Linked DNA regions of Mus musculus: all the other regions are linked to region 1. Evidence: chromatin contacts called from public promoter capture Hi-C data. All regions are on one chromosome and are shown on one strand. The core of a region is the stretch at or near the end of the contact, and the rest is flanking DNA. Distances in the headings are between cores, read along the strand shown.

What was found. Promoter capture Hi-C pulls out the DNA fragments that hold promoters and counts their contacts.
Region 2: a promoter capture Hi-C map of neural stem cells shows a contact between it and region 1. The contact joins the promoter of Mpp1 here to the promoter of Ubl4a in region 1. A contact is called at or near these places in 4 of 39 promoter capture datasets (cranial neural crest, erythroid cells, neural stem cells and 1 more).
Region 3: a contact with region 1 is called in a promoter capture Hi-C map of hippocampal neurons, with 3 times the contacts expected there. The contact joins the promoter of Pdzd4 here to the promoter of Ubl4a in region 1.
Region 4: a contact with region 1 is called in a promoter capture Hi-C map of erythroid cells, with 2.2 times the contacts expected there. The contact joins the promoter of Ssr4 here to the promoter of Ubl4a in region 1. A contact is called at or near these places in 7 of 39 promoter capture datasets (the C10 cell line, the HPC-7 cell line, cranial neural crest and 4 more), 2 of 484 Hi-C or Micro-C datasets (B cells and CD4 T cells), 4 of 115 datasets of contacts at active chromatin or transcription factors (astrocytes, effector CD8 T cells, large pre-B cells and 1 more) and 2 of 9 other capture datasets (adipose tissue and liver).

The regions. Positions count from the first base shown.
Region 1 is chrX:74,367,287-74,369,986 of GRCm38.p6, reverse strand. Ubl4a (ubiquitin-like 4A) reads left to right here and starts at 1,439. Exons shown (of 4, transcript NM_145405.2): 1 at 1,439-1,571; 2 at 1,729-1,834; 3 at 2,078-2,286; 4 at 2,401-2,700. The coding sequence starts at 1,524. The coding sequence ends at 2,511. Gm44504 (predicted readthrough transcript (NMD candidate), 44504) reads left to right here. Exons shown (of 6, transcript NR_103489.1): 4 at 1,229-1,571; 5 at 1,729-1,834; 6 at 2,401-2,540. It overlaps Slc10a3 (solute carrier family 10 (sodium/bile acid cotransporter family), member 3), which reads left to right. Exons shown (of 3, transcript NM_145406.2): 3 at 1-770. The coding sequence ends at 536.
Region 2 is chrX:75,129,683-75,132,382 of GRCm38.p6, reverse strand. It overlaps Mpp1 (membrane protein, palmitoylated), which reads left to right and starts at 1,367. Exons shown (of 12, transcript NM_008621.3): 1 at 1,367-1,658. The coding sequence starts at 1,557.
Region 3 is chrX:73,823,557-73,826,256 of GRCm38.p6, reverse strand. Pdzd4 (PDZ domain containing 4) reads left to right here and starts at 1,288. Exons shown (of 8, transcript NM_001029868.2): 1 at 1,288-1,975. The coding sequence starts at 1,916.
Region 4 is chrX:73,785,672-73,788,371 of GRCm38.p6, reverse strand. Ssr4 (signal sequence receptor, delta) reads right to left here and starts at 1,349. Exons shown (of 6, transcript NM_001166480.2): 1 at 1,066-1,349. The coding sequence starts at 1,132. It overlaps Idh3g (isocitrate dehydrogenase 3 (NAD+), gamma), which reads left to right and starts at 1,475. Exons shown (of 13, transcript NM_008323.1): 1 at 1,475-1,597. The coding sequence starts at 1,517.

The DNA of each region.
Region 1 (2,700 bases), core at 190-2,689:
CACTCTCATCAGCCATCTACAGCTACCTTCTCAGCATCCATGAAACACTCCACGTGCCCATCTCCAAGATATTGGGGACCCTGCTGTTTATCGCCATCCCCATAGCAGCGGGTGTGGTGATCAAATCTAAGCTCCCCAAGTTCTCTGAACTACTGTTACAGGTCATCAAGCCCTTCAGCTTTATACTTCTCCTGGGTGGCCTGTTCCTGGCCTACCACATGGGGGTCTTCATCCTAGTGGGAGTCAGGTTACCCATTGTACTGGTGGGTTTCACAGTGCCTCTTGTTGGCCTCTTGGTGGGCTACAGCCTGGCCATCTGCCTGAAGCTGCCAGTGGCTCAGCGACGAACAGTCAGCATTGAGGTAGGGGTGCAAAACAGCCTGCTAGCCTTAGCCATGCTACAGCTGTCTCTGCGCCGCCTTCAAGCAGACTATGCCTCTCAGGCCCCTTTCATTGTGGCACTGAGTGGTACCTCCGAGATGTTGGCTTTGGTTATTGGCCAGTTCATCTATAGCATCTTGTTTCCTGTTCCCTGAGCCCTCTGGATCAAGTTTTATAACTTCCAGCCCCCATACTCCTCTCTTCCCACAGTTCTTGTGTACCGTACCAAAGGCCTTTAGTTCTCATGCACTATGCACTCAAGACAAATCCAGGCTTATTTTTTTACTCCTTTTCGCCCCAGCTTTCAGTGCCAAAGAGGCCATGCTGAGTTAGATAGTTGGGTATTGCCCAGAAATATATTTCAATAAAAAAAAACCAAAAAAACAAAAGCAAGCTCGGGTCCCTTCCAGTCTGTCCCTTGGAGCCTGTGGATTGGGGTAAGAAGAGTGTGTCTGGGCGGATATGGGCCAGAACAGTGAACCAGCTTGGTGACCCTGCACAGAACCCACTTTCTCCTCCTCACTCTGTTTTGCACATGGTAGACATGTACCTTTGAGCTGTATCCTCAGATCTACAAAGGCTTTGCTCTAACAGCCCTACCTAACAGGGCAGACCTCTGCACTATAAGGAGTGAAGAGAGCACTACTTCCGAGCTTCAGTCAGGATATTTTTGCAGCCAGACTAGAAAGGAAGTAGAAAGCCATTAAGCTATGACAGGCAGGACTGGACCATTTCTGTATCTGAGAGACACCACCACGTGTTTGCATTGACTTGGTCCACCAGCAGGGTGGGAATTAGCACAGGCCGGGCCTGGAGTGAGGCTGACATTCTGGTCCTTCCTTTCAAGCCACAGCTCCCAGACTAAGCAAGCCTGGCCCCACAGGTACCTCACTTGGATCCCAGTGGGCGGGGCATCCCCACGTCCCCGCGCCATTAAGCCCAGGTGGTGGACTCTACCCAAGGCACGGCCGGGGCAGAAGCGAAGGCCGGGAGGCGGGACTGAAGAATGCGCAGGCGGGAGCCACGAGGCGGGCGCGCCCCTTTCACGGCTTCCGGCGGCGGCGGGCGGTTCCGGGGCGGCGGCGCGCGGCAGGGGACCGTTGGTGTTTGCGTTGGCCGTAGTGGACTGGGCCGTGGACACCATGCAGCTGACCGTGAAGGCGCTCCAGGGCCGGGAATGTAGCCTACAGGTAAAGTCACCCCGCAGGCTGCTGCACTCACTCCTGCCGCTGGGGGCCGAGGGCGGGTGGGGGAGGCCGGGAGAGCTGACCTCAGGAGGGGGTGCGAGGGCTTCACCGCCCAGGGAATTCGGGCTGAGCCCTTGCCTCTCCACCTCGGCCGGATCAGGTGGCGGAGGACGAGCTAGTGTCTACACTGAAGCACCTGGTCTCGGATAAGCTGAATGTCCCTGTGCGCCAGCAACGTCTGCTGTTCAAGGGCAAGGCCCTAGCAGGTAATCAGGGAAAGGAGCCATCCAGGGAGCTTTACAGAAAGCTGGGGGACGGGATGTACAGGCCAGTGTAGTGGATCGGGGCACTGGCTGCCACTGGACCTCAGAAAAGTAGCTGAGCCATCACCACCCCACCACCCCATAGCCAGATGCTGCAGTGCTTCACTCTGGCTGTCTGTGGCAGGATTGCTTCCCAGCCACCTCCACATCAGTGAGGAAGGAACCACACCAATCTCTCTTTGGCAGATGAAAAACGACTGTCAGATTACAACATTGGGCCCAATTCTAAGCTCAACCTAGTTGTTAAGCCTTTGGAGAAGGTGCTACTGGAAGAAGGGTCTGCCCACAGACTGGTCGACTCCCCAGCCACCCCCATCTGGCAGCTGATCTCCAAAGTCCTGGCCCGTCACTTCAGTGTAGCAGATGCCAGCAGGGTCCTGGAACAACTACAGAGGGTGAGAAGAGTAATGCTGGCCCTCCATTCTTAATGTTTCTACCCGTCCCCTACCTAATGCAGCATACGCCTTCCCCACTGGCCTCTCTGAATACACTCGGTCTTCTCTCCTCAGGATTATGACAGGTCCTTGAGCCGCCTAACACTGGATGACATCGAACGTTTGGCCAGCCGCTTTCTACACCCTGAAGTGACTGAGGCTATGGAAAAAGGGTTCTGCAAATAGCATTCTGGGATTGTGGGGAGAAATCCCAGGTCAGGCCACAGCTGCATGTTGCATTAAATGTGTTCTCATGTCGCAGTTTGGCTCATAGTGATAATAATAGCTGGTATGTATCCAGCTCTTGCTAGGTGCTAGGTACTCAAAGTACATGGCCTGAGTTCTCTTCTGCCTCCCACAGCAAAGTTGAGGCTG
Region 2 (2,700 bases), core at 118-2,617, 760 kb before region 1:
TAATATATATGATAAAAAGAATAAAAAGACTTGATTATGTGTCATGTTATAAAAATATATAATTACATTTTCCTTAAAAATATATACTCTCCAACATCCATATATTTAAGTGGAATAAAATATTCTGATTTTTTAAAGTTCTTTTTCTTATTTACTTATTATTAGTTTTGTTTTGAGACAAGGTCTTATGTATTCTAGGTTGCCCTCAAACTTACTGAGTGACTGAGAATGACTTTGAACTTCTGATCCTATTAACTCCACCTCCAAAATGCTAAGATTATAGGCACGCACTATCATGAATAGTGTGTGCATTACTGAGAGTTGAACCCAGGGATTTTGCATGCTAGCTAAGCAGTCCGCCAACTGAGGTTCATCTTCATTGTGTATCACATAAACCAAGGTTCCAATTTCATCCTTTCCAGTTCCACTGTCAGTTAATGAAAGGCCTTATTTACTCACCTAGCTGTTTTTATTATTGAGTACCTTTGTATATGGGCACAGAGGTGTTACATAGTTGATTATTCTGTAACATTGCTCAGTGTATTCTCTTCCTCTGTACCAAGATCTCCTCCTTTGCCCTTCTCTCCTCCCCTTTTCTCTTCTCTTCTCTTTTCTTCTCCTCTCTCTCCACCTAAAAGTAATTCTTCTAGGGACGGGGGAGAGTGTAAGCTATCAATCATACAAGCTCTGAATTTTAGGACAGGATTCCCAAGGAGCCTTTAAACCCAGTAAACATTCATTTTGTTTAGAAAGTCTTTCATTAGTCTCCAGACCATTTGGAAGTTTAGGGCGTTTACTCCAATTCTTGAAGATTATTTGTTCCATTTGCTTCTGTTGATTCCTAGAAATTGTGTGGCATTAACAACAGGAGATCTGGCCTAAGGTAAATAAAACCAGTTTGCTCTTGAGGGCAGTCCCATCTTTCCTCGCTGAATAGCATATACCAATGTAAATGATGGTACCAGCAGCACACTTTTACAAGTCTAAACCTGGAAAGGTGCATTGGCCTTGGGACCAATTTAAGAGCCCCTACATTCTTCAGGGTAGCTGGTTGATTCCTGATGTCAGGAGCAATCTGGATGTAAAGTTCACTCAGCTAGTTGCAACTCGTGGTTGGTAAAAGAGCTGCAGTTGCAGTAGTTGGACATTTTGGGATCCGCTTCGGTAGTTCACAGGTCGTGCGAGTAAGAGAGAGAATGGAAGCTCCTGTCTCGGAATTTTATCTTTTCAGGGATGCTGGCTGCGCATCTCGACAGGGCCCGCAGAGGCGTGGTTAGAGCGGAGCTTTCAAGCAACGCTAAACTGCGCCTTCTCCAATCGCTAAGCACAAGGAAGGCCAAGGCGTGGGTGGGCTTAGGGGCGGGCCAGGGTGGAGAGTAGGCGGAGCGTGGGTACTGCTCTGCTTGGCCCTCCTGGCTCTCAGCGCAGCTCTTGATCCCTGCCTCCTCCGCCGCCTTAGTCTAGCTCGTCTCTGAACAGGCCGCAGTTCCCCGATTTGCGATTCCTGGGCTCAAAGCTCTGCGGCTACTGCGTCTGGTTGTCTCTGCTCCTGAGAGATGACGCTCAAGTCGAGCGAAGGCGAGGGAGGGAACAGCATGCGCACCGCACTTTCGGACCTCTACCTGGAGCACTTACTACAGAAGCGTAACCGACCTGAGGTTAGCGGGACCCCTGGGGTCCTCTGGGTTCGGGTTGGGTCTAGGATCCAGGCCTTTCCATCTGCTGCTGGATTTTTCCTATCCATGGCCTTGTTCCCAAGCGCTCTGTCCCCGGATGGCCAGATCTTGGGTGTCTTGCCCCCAGGGTGGAGGCCTTAGCACTGGGCCCGATTCCTGCTGAGATCTGGGTGTGGTGGATAGTTGCCTGGAGCAGCCCTCCTAGGTGAAAATCCCGAGAGGCAGGCCAGGACTAAATGAATACTTAAGGTCAAAGAAAACTTGCTCATGGATGGAAGTCTACTAACAGACTTGAAGAAGGAAAATAAGACTTTAAGGAACACATCCAATAGTAGATCTGCCTGGCTGTTATTGAGCGTTTGTGTTGTTTCACAGACATGGTTGTGAAAACCAACTTCGTGCTCTAAAAAGCTCACACATTTCCCTCTGCATTTCATTTCAGGGGGTCTCCTTGTGCTATGCTGTAAACTAAGGTAGCATTCATATTCCAGTGTTAGACAGTAAATAGTTATTAATCTAATATGTCAGGCCTCCAGAGGTGGTTGTGATTAGATTCTATGTAACATGTCTCCCCCTCCCCATTCACCTACGGACCCTGCTCCCTCTGCTCCCCAGTCCCTTCTCCTGGGAGATTTATGATGCTGCTTGTGATACAGCGAAGATGGCTTTGTGATAGGAAGGTACAGCTATTAAACAACATACATTACTTACACAAAATGTTCAAAGATGATACTAGATGAAACTGAGGAAATAAATCCAAAAACCTTTACAGGAATGGTAGCTATTATGTGTTTTGATCACTTTTTTTTTTTTGATAAAGGGAAAAAAAGAAAAAGTGAAGAATTAATACGAGAAAAAAATCCATATTATGACAGTTGTATTCTGGTTCCTCAATTCTGGAGCTCTGTTTCCTTTTCCCTATCTCTGGTGTCATTTCCCCTCCCCAAGCTAGTTTTGGAAGTATGGTTATTTAATCTTGCCTTTCTATGCTCCACACCCAAAGTCCTCTTTTAGTAACACTGAC
Region 3 (2,700 bases), core at 39-2,538, 540 kb after region 1:
AGGAAGGAAGAAAGACTTGTGCTAAGTTCTGTGGGCTAGGCTGGGGGAAAATGTTTTTGATGACTGGTCAGGACCTTGGTGAAATACATACAATTAGAAGGTAAAAAGATTTGGAGAGGATATTTCTAAGAGACTGCTCTTGAAGTAAGGTGATCTAGATCTTATGCTGTAGGCATGAGGAAGCTCAAATTACAGGGCAGAGGGGGCTGTTGTGGCAGTAACCATGGTGGAAGGACTAGGGTCCATCTCCTCTCCCCGGGGCTGATCTAAACACAGTGCCTCCCATCCACAGACATTTGTACTGAGCTCTCAAAAAGGGTATTCCTCAGGAAGATCTACTGGTCATCTCCTGAAAGGCTCAAGTTTTGCTTTCTGGGAAAGACAGTTTATAAGCACTCATACTTCCTTTCTGGATTTCAGGTTATTCCTATTTCTGTCTTTTGAACCAAAGTGGGGGTGGAAAGGAAAAGTATTGAAGCAGCCTCCCCCAATACTGTTAATTAAACATTTCTATGCTGTTATAAATCCCCTCACTCGCCAGAGCCTGGAGATAAAGACCAGACAATTTTATCAAAGGATCTTCTGCAGGTAAGAGGGCTAAGCAGCTCTCTCAGGCAGCCTCTGGGAACCTAGCTTTCAATCGGTCATTGTTATCTAGCCAAAGGCCATCTTTTCCTCTGGTTTATCAAGAAGAGGGGCAGCCTGTGGGAGGGAAGAGGCTAAAGGAGAAGTGTGAGGAGGGAAGGCTGGAACTGAGAAACAGACAGCGGTTTCAGTGCAAGCAAGGGGGGTGCCCATAAAGGCCCCAAAGAATGAGGCTTCTCTGTAGTTCTCTTGCCACCTACAGCACCCCCACGTTTTTCTTCTAAACAAAGGTATCCGTTTCAGAGATAGCAAGGGAATGGCTCAGTTAAAGCAGGGAACCAGTCTTTAAAGAGAGACAGAGGAAGGAGTACAGACATTGGGGCTGATACATTTAGAACCTGGGAAAGGGGTGAAATAGCCTCTCCTTGAGACCAAGGCCCTGAACTCTCTTCAGGAGTCCAGGGAAGCTTCTTCTTCAGACAGGATCCTCTTTTCTCAGGGACACACCTAGCAGACAGGTCCACTAGACACCTCGCCCTCGGACATTGGCATTATCTGGTCTCAGGGACTCAGGCCCCGCCCTCAGCTCCCTGCGCCGACTCCTGAGGCCCCCTGCCGCTCCCGCCCGCACCCAGCCTCTGCTTCTCCCACGCGCGTGCGCCCCTTCTCCGCACACCTCCCCCGCTGTTGCTGCGGGCGCGCGCGCGCGCGTTCCGGTGTTCCAGGCAGGAGCTGGAGACAAGCGACCGGCTGTGGGCCAGGCTCTGAGAGAGCGCCGTGAGCTAGAGAAGCGGGACCCTGCGAGGCTACAGCTGGCGTGGGCCTGGCCGCCTCTCCGTCGGCGGGCCGGGCCACGTCGCCAAGCCCAGAGGCTGGACTCCCGGGGCTGATGGCCATGGGCGGGAGCTGGAGACGACAGCGGCAAAGGCAGCGGCAGCGGCCGGCCCCGCGGGCGGGGAGCCGTGTGGCCCACGGCCCCTGACAGCCCCTGACGGCCCCGGCGGGCAGGCGCGCTCCCGCGCCTCCTGGGGTGGGGGGGCCGTAGCCAGGCAACGCCCGGCGCGCCCGCCCATCCCCCGCCGCCCTTTTTTTCCCCTGGCTGGGTGCGAAGGAGCATGCCTGTGTCTGGCCTCGGCCAGCAAAGAGTTAAGTCGAGAGGCTTGGAGCTGCCTTCCTCTTGGGGGCGTGCCCCCCTCCCCCGCTAGGCGGCTCGGCCCCCCGGGGTAAGGTATGGCCCCGGGCCCAGGCCCGGGACCCGTGGTCCCACGCACTGGCCAGTGAAAGATACCTTCCTCTTCCCGCTCTCCTCTTTCCCTCGCCGGCCAGCATCATGGGATGTAATATGTGTGTGGTCCAGAAACCGGAGGAGCAGTACAAAGTGATGCTTCAGGTAGGGCGCCTGGGCTGCTGGGGAGAGGGTCGCAGCCGGACCTAGGAAAACTGTAAACCCCGAGGGGGAGGGCCAGGTAGAGTCAAGAAAGGCAGGTGTGGGAGGGCGAGAGGGCTCGAGAGAAAAAGGTAGGGAGCTGATCTCGCCCTCAGATTATGGGTTGCTGGGTGCTGGCGCCCTGTGGGAACCATCCAGGGATGGAAGGAACTGGGTGAAGAAGATATGTAGGTGTTCAAGGCACATCACCTGGCACTCCGAGTGCGTAACGACCACTAACCATGTGTCCAGATCAGCCCAGGTGGGAAGTTAAGATTCTGTCCCGGGACAGTGAGGCGCTCAGTGGCCCGCGCGGGATGGAGGTTGCATAGCAACGGTCTGGATTCCCGGCACATGGTCCCAGGGTTGGAGCCTGACCCAAAGAAGCAGTGAAGTGCCTGCGGGACAGAGGCCGAATCCCGGGCCTGGCAGGCCAGATTTAAAACGTCGTCAATGGAGCTGGGTTTGAGTACCCATTTTCCCATCCACTCTCTAGACTAAGTCACGACTGTCGATTTCAGGGCCTCAGGCATTTTGGGTGAGTGGGTGACGCGGGGATCGATCGGTGGTGCCCAGCACGTGCTCTGCCTGTTGGCATCCGCTTTGGCCTGTTGGGCCTTGAGGACAAGGAGGGTGTTGAGAGCGACGCGTGCGGGGCGGCAGGAGATACCCTGCTGCCCGCTTGCACC
Region 4 (2,700 bases), core at 100-2,599, 580 kb after region 1:
TCTCTAGACCCATCCAGGTGACAGAATGTCAAGACTGGTTCTAGTGTTTCCTGAGAGAAGTAAATTCTGGGCCCAAACACCAAACCTGCCCCTGTAAACTAAACACCCCTGAGGAAAAGTTTTCATCCAACTCTTCTCCAAATGTGATGTCTTGAAAGAATGACCGATTAAGCTAGAGAAGACCTTGTACCGGCATAAATGGCAGGAGGAAAATGCCTGGGAATGGCTCTCAAGGCCATATTCCACCAACCCTTCTGTGACCTGCTCAGCTGGGCCTTTCCCTGTAGACACTATGGAACCCCTAATAGATGTTACAGCCAGGTTTGTCTTTTTAAGACACTGCTAGCAACAGACTGAAGGATTCTCTGAGGGGTGGGTAGAAGGGATGGCCAGAGGCTACCTGTATGTACAGAAACCAAATCGTCCTTAGTTCAGGCTCTCAGGTCTGAGGTGCTAACATCTTTCAAAACACATGCCGGCACTCCAGATTGAGCTCAGCCCCACTACCACGTTACAGATGTCTCACAAATATCAACGGGTCTGTGCACGGTTCAATTTTGCTATGAACTTTGGGGTGGGATATACCAAGGCGTCACAAAAAGTCGAGGCTCTGGGCACTAAAAGCCCTTGCTCACTTCATCGGTTCCCTATCTAACTCGCCTAGTGCCCTTACTCTGATCTGCCTCCCTCTCTTAGGTTTCTCTTGGGGAAGCCTGGCCTATGCAGCATTGGTTCGTAGCTGCCAGCACTGCTCTTGTGCGACTACCTTTTGACACAGGAACCAGGGACATACATATCACCTTCCCTGCTGGAGCTGGTGGTCGGAGCATGGTACTGCTTTGGGGGTTCTCCCAAAAGCAGACAAGGAAGCAACCTGGCTGTCGGGTAAACGTGTGTGTGGTGCTTTGGTCGCCACGACACAACACCCATCGGGGGAAGATCCCGTCAGTAGCGACGAGCCCCGGGAAGGGCCAGATCCCCACCTCGCGCACACCCTTCCTCCCCCCAGCACCACCTGCCAACAGCAGGGGCGCGCCCCGAAACAAGCTCCGGCCAGGCCGCTACCTGAGCAGCAAGATAGGCCAGACAGCAGGAGTAGTGCCAGGGCGCCGAAAGATGCCATCGCCGCCATCGCCTCTTCTCTTCCGAGGGGAAAAGAGAGCAAGCCACCCTGGACATGCGGAGCAGACGAGGAAGCGCGACGCGTAAGCGGCCTCAGCACCCAATCGTGCGTCGGCGGGCTGGGTCGGGCATGGTGACGTCGCTGGCGGCACTGACGTGTCCGCTTCCCTAGCCAGGGTCCCAACCGGTCGCACTTCCCTCCTTCTCAGCCTTCCCCTCCCCAAGATGGCGGAACAGTGCTCTAGGCACCGGAAGGGGGCGTAAGAACCGGTGTGACTGTGCGCGTGCGTAATGCTAGCGTTTTCTCAACCCATACCCCGGATTTCTCGCTGTCCCCAACTGTCGCGAGAACGGTGCTTAATGTTTTGACCTGTAGAGGTCCTCACTTTTCGTCATGGCGCTGAAGGTGGCGATAGCTGCTGGCGGTGCTGCAAAGGCAATGCTCAAGCCAACTCTCCTCTGCCGTCCTTGGGAGGTGAGTGGTGAATGGGCGGTGGGACATTTGCAGGCTTACAGAGGGACTTAACACCCAATTGAGACCCGGAGTCGGGTAACGGCTCTTTGAGCAAACACGGAATTCGATTGGCTGTGCGAGCCATAGGAGGGGCGGGGAGAGGGCTGCACTCTGGGGTTCACTGGTTGCTTCTGCTGTCCGTGAGGCGGTTGGCCGAAATTGACTCTGATCTGGCTCCTCTGTGCCTTCCTCCGGAAGGGTTGGGAAGGTAGACCGCAGTAGCTAGGTGTCCCCTCCGTAGTGTCCTTGTGGAAGCCCTTTTGAAGAGGCCACGTGTCCTGGCCCACCTTGCATGTACCATCTAAGCCTGTTTCTGGACTCAGTTCCTCCTTGGTTTTCCCTCTCTTAGACTGCTTTGCCCTAGTGGAGGTGGAAAATCAGACTTTATCAGTATCTCTCTCGCTGTGTGTCTCTCGCTGTGTCCCCGCGTTCCCTCTCCCGGTTTCTCTCTGTCTCGTCGAACACGCGGTTTCTCTCTGTAGCCTGGAACTCACACTGTAGACCAGGCTGGCCTTGAATTCAGAAATCCTCCTGCCTCTGTCTCCCAAGTGCTGGGATTAATTAAAGGCATGCACCGCCGCCATCTGGCTATCCATAATCCTTGATCCCTCCAGATCTTCCGCCTACCAAGCACCTAGATACTTGATTCTAACCAAAAGGCCAACAAACAAGCCCAAACCCCTGTAATGAGAGTGAACCAGGGTTCTAAGACTGGAAGCTTCTAGGGCTTTGCTTTCCTGGTTCTTTCTTTGGAGTCTTGGTTAGCTGGTTTAGCTCCTGGGTAGCACTGCTTAGCACCAGAAAACCAACAACTAGCTCTGGGGAATAAGAGCTATGACCTCTAGGCCTTGCTCTTCCACTGACCTAGAATATGGCATTAGGCCAGCTCTCTTTTCTCTCTGGGTTCCAGTGAGGAGAGAGGACTTTATGTTCTCAAAGCATTTGCTGACTCTGACCTTCCAGAATGCCATGGGGTTTTTTGTTGTTGTTGTTGTTGGGGTCTTGGGGGCTTTTTTGTTTTGTCTTGTTTTGTTTGGGGAAGGGAGCTACATATGCTACATGAA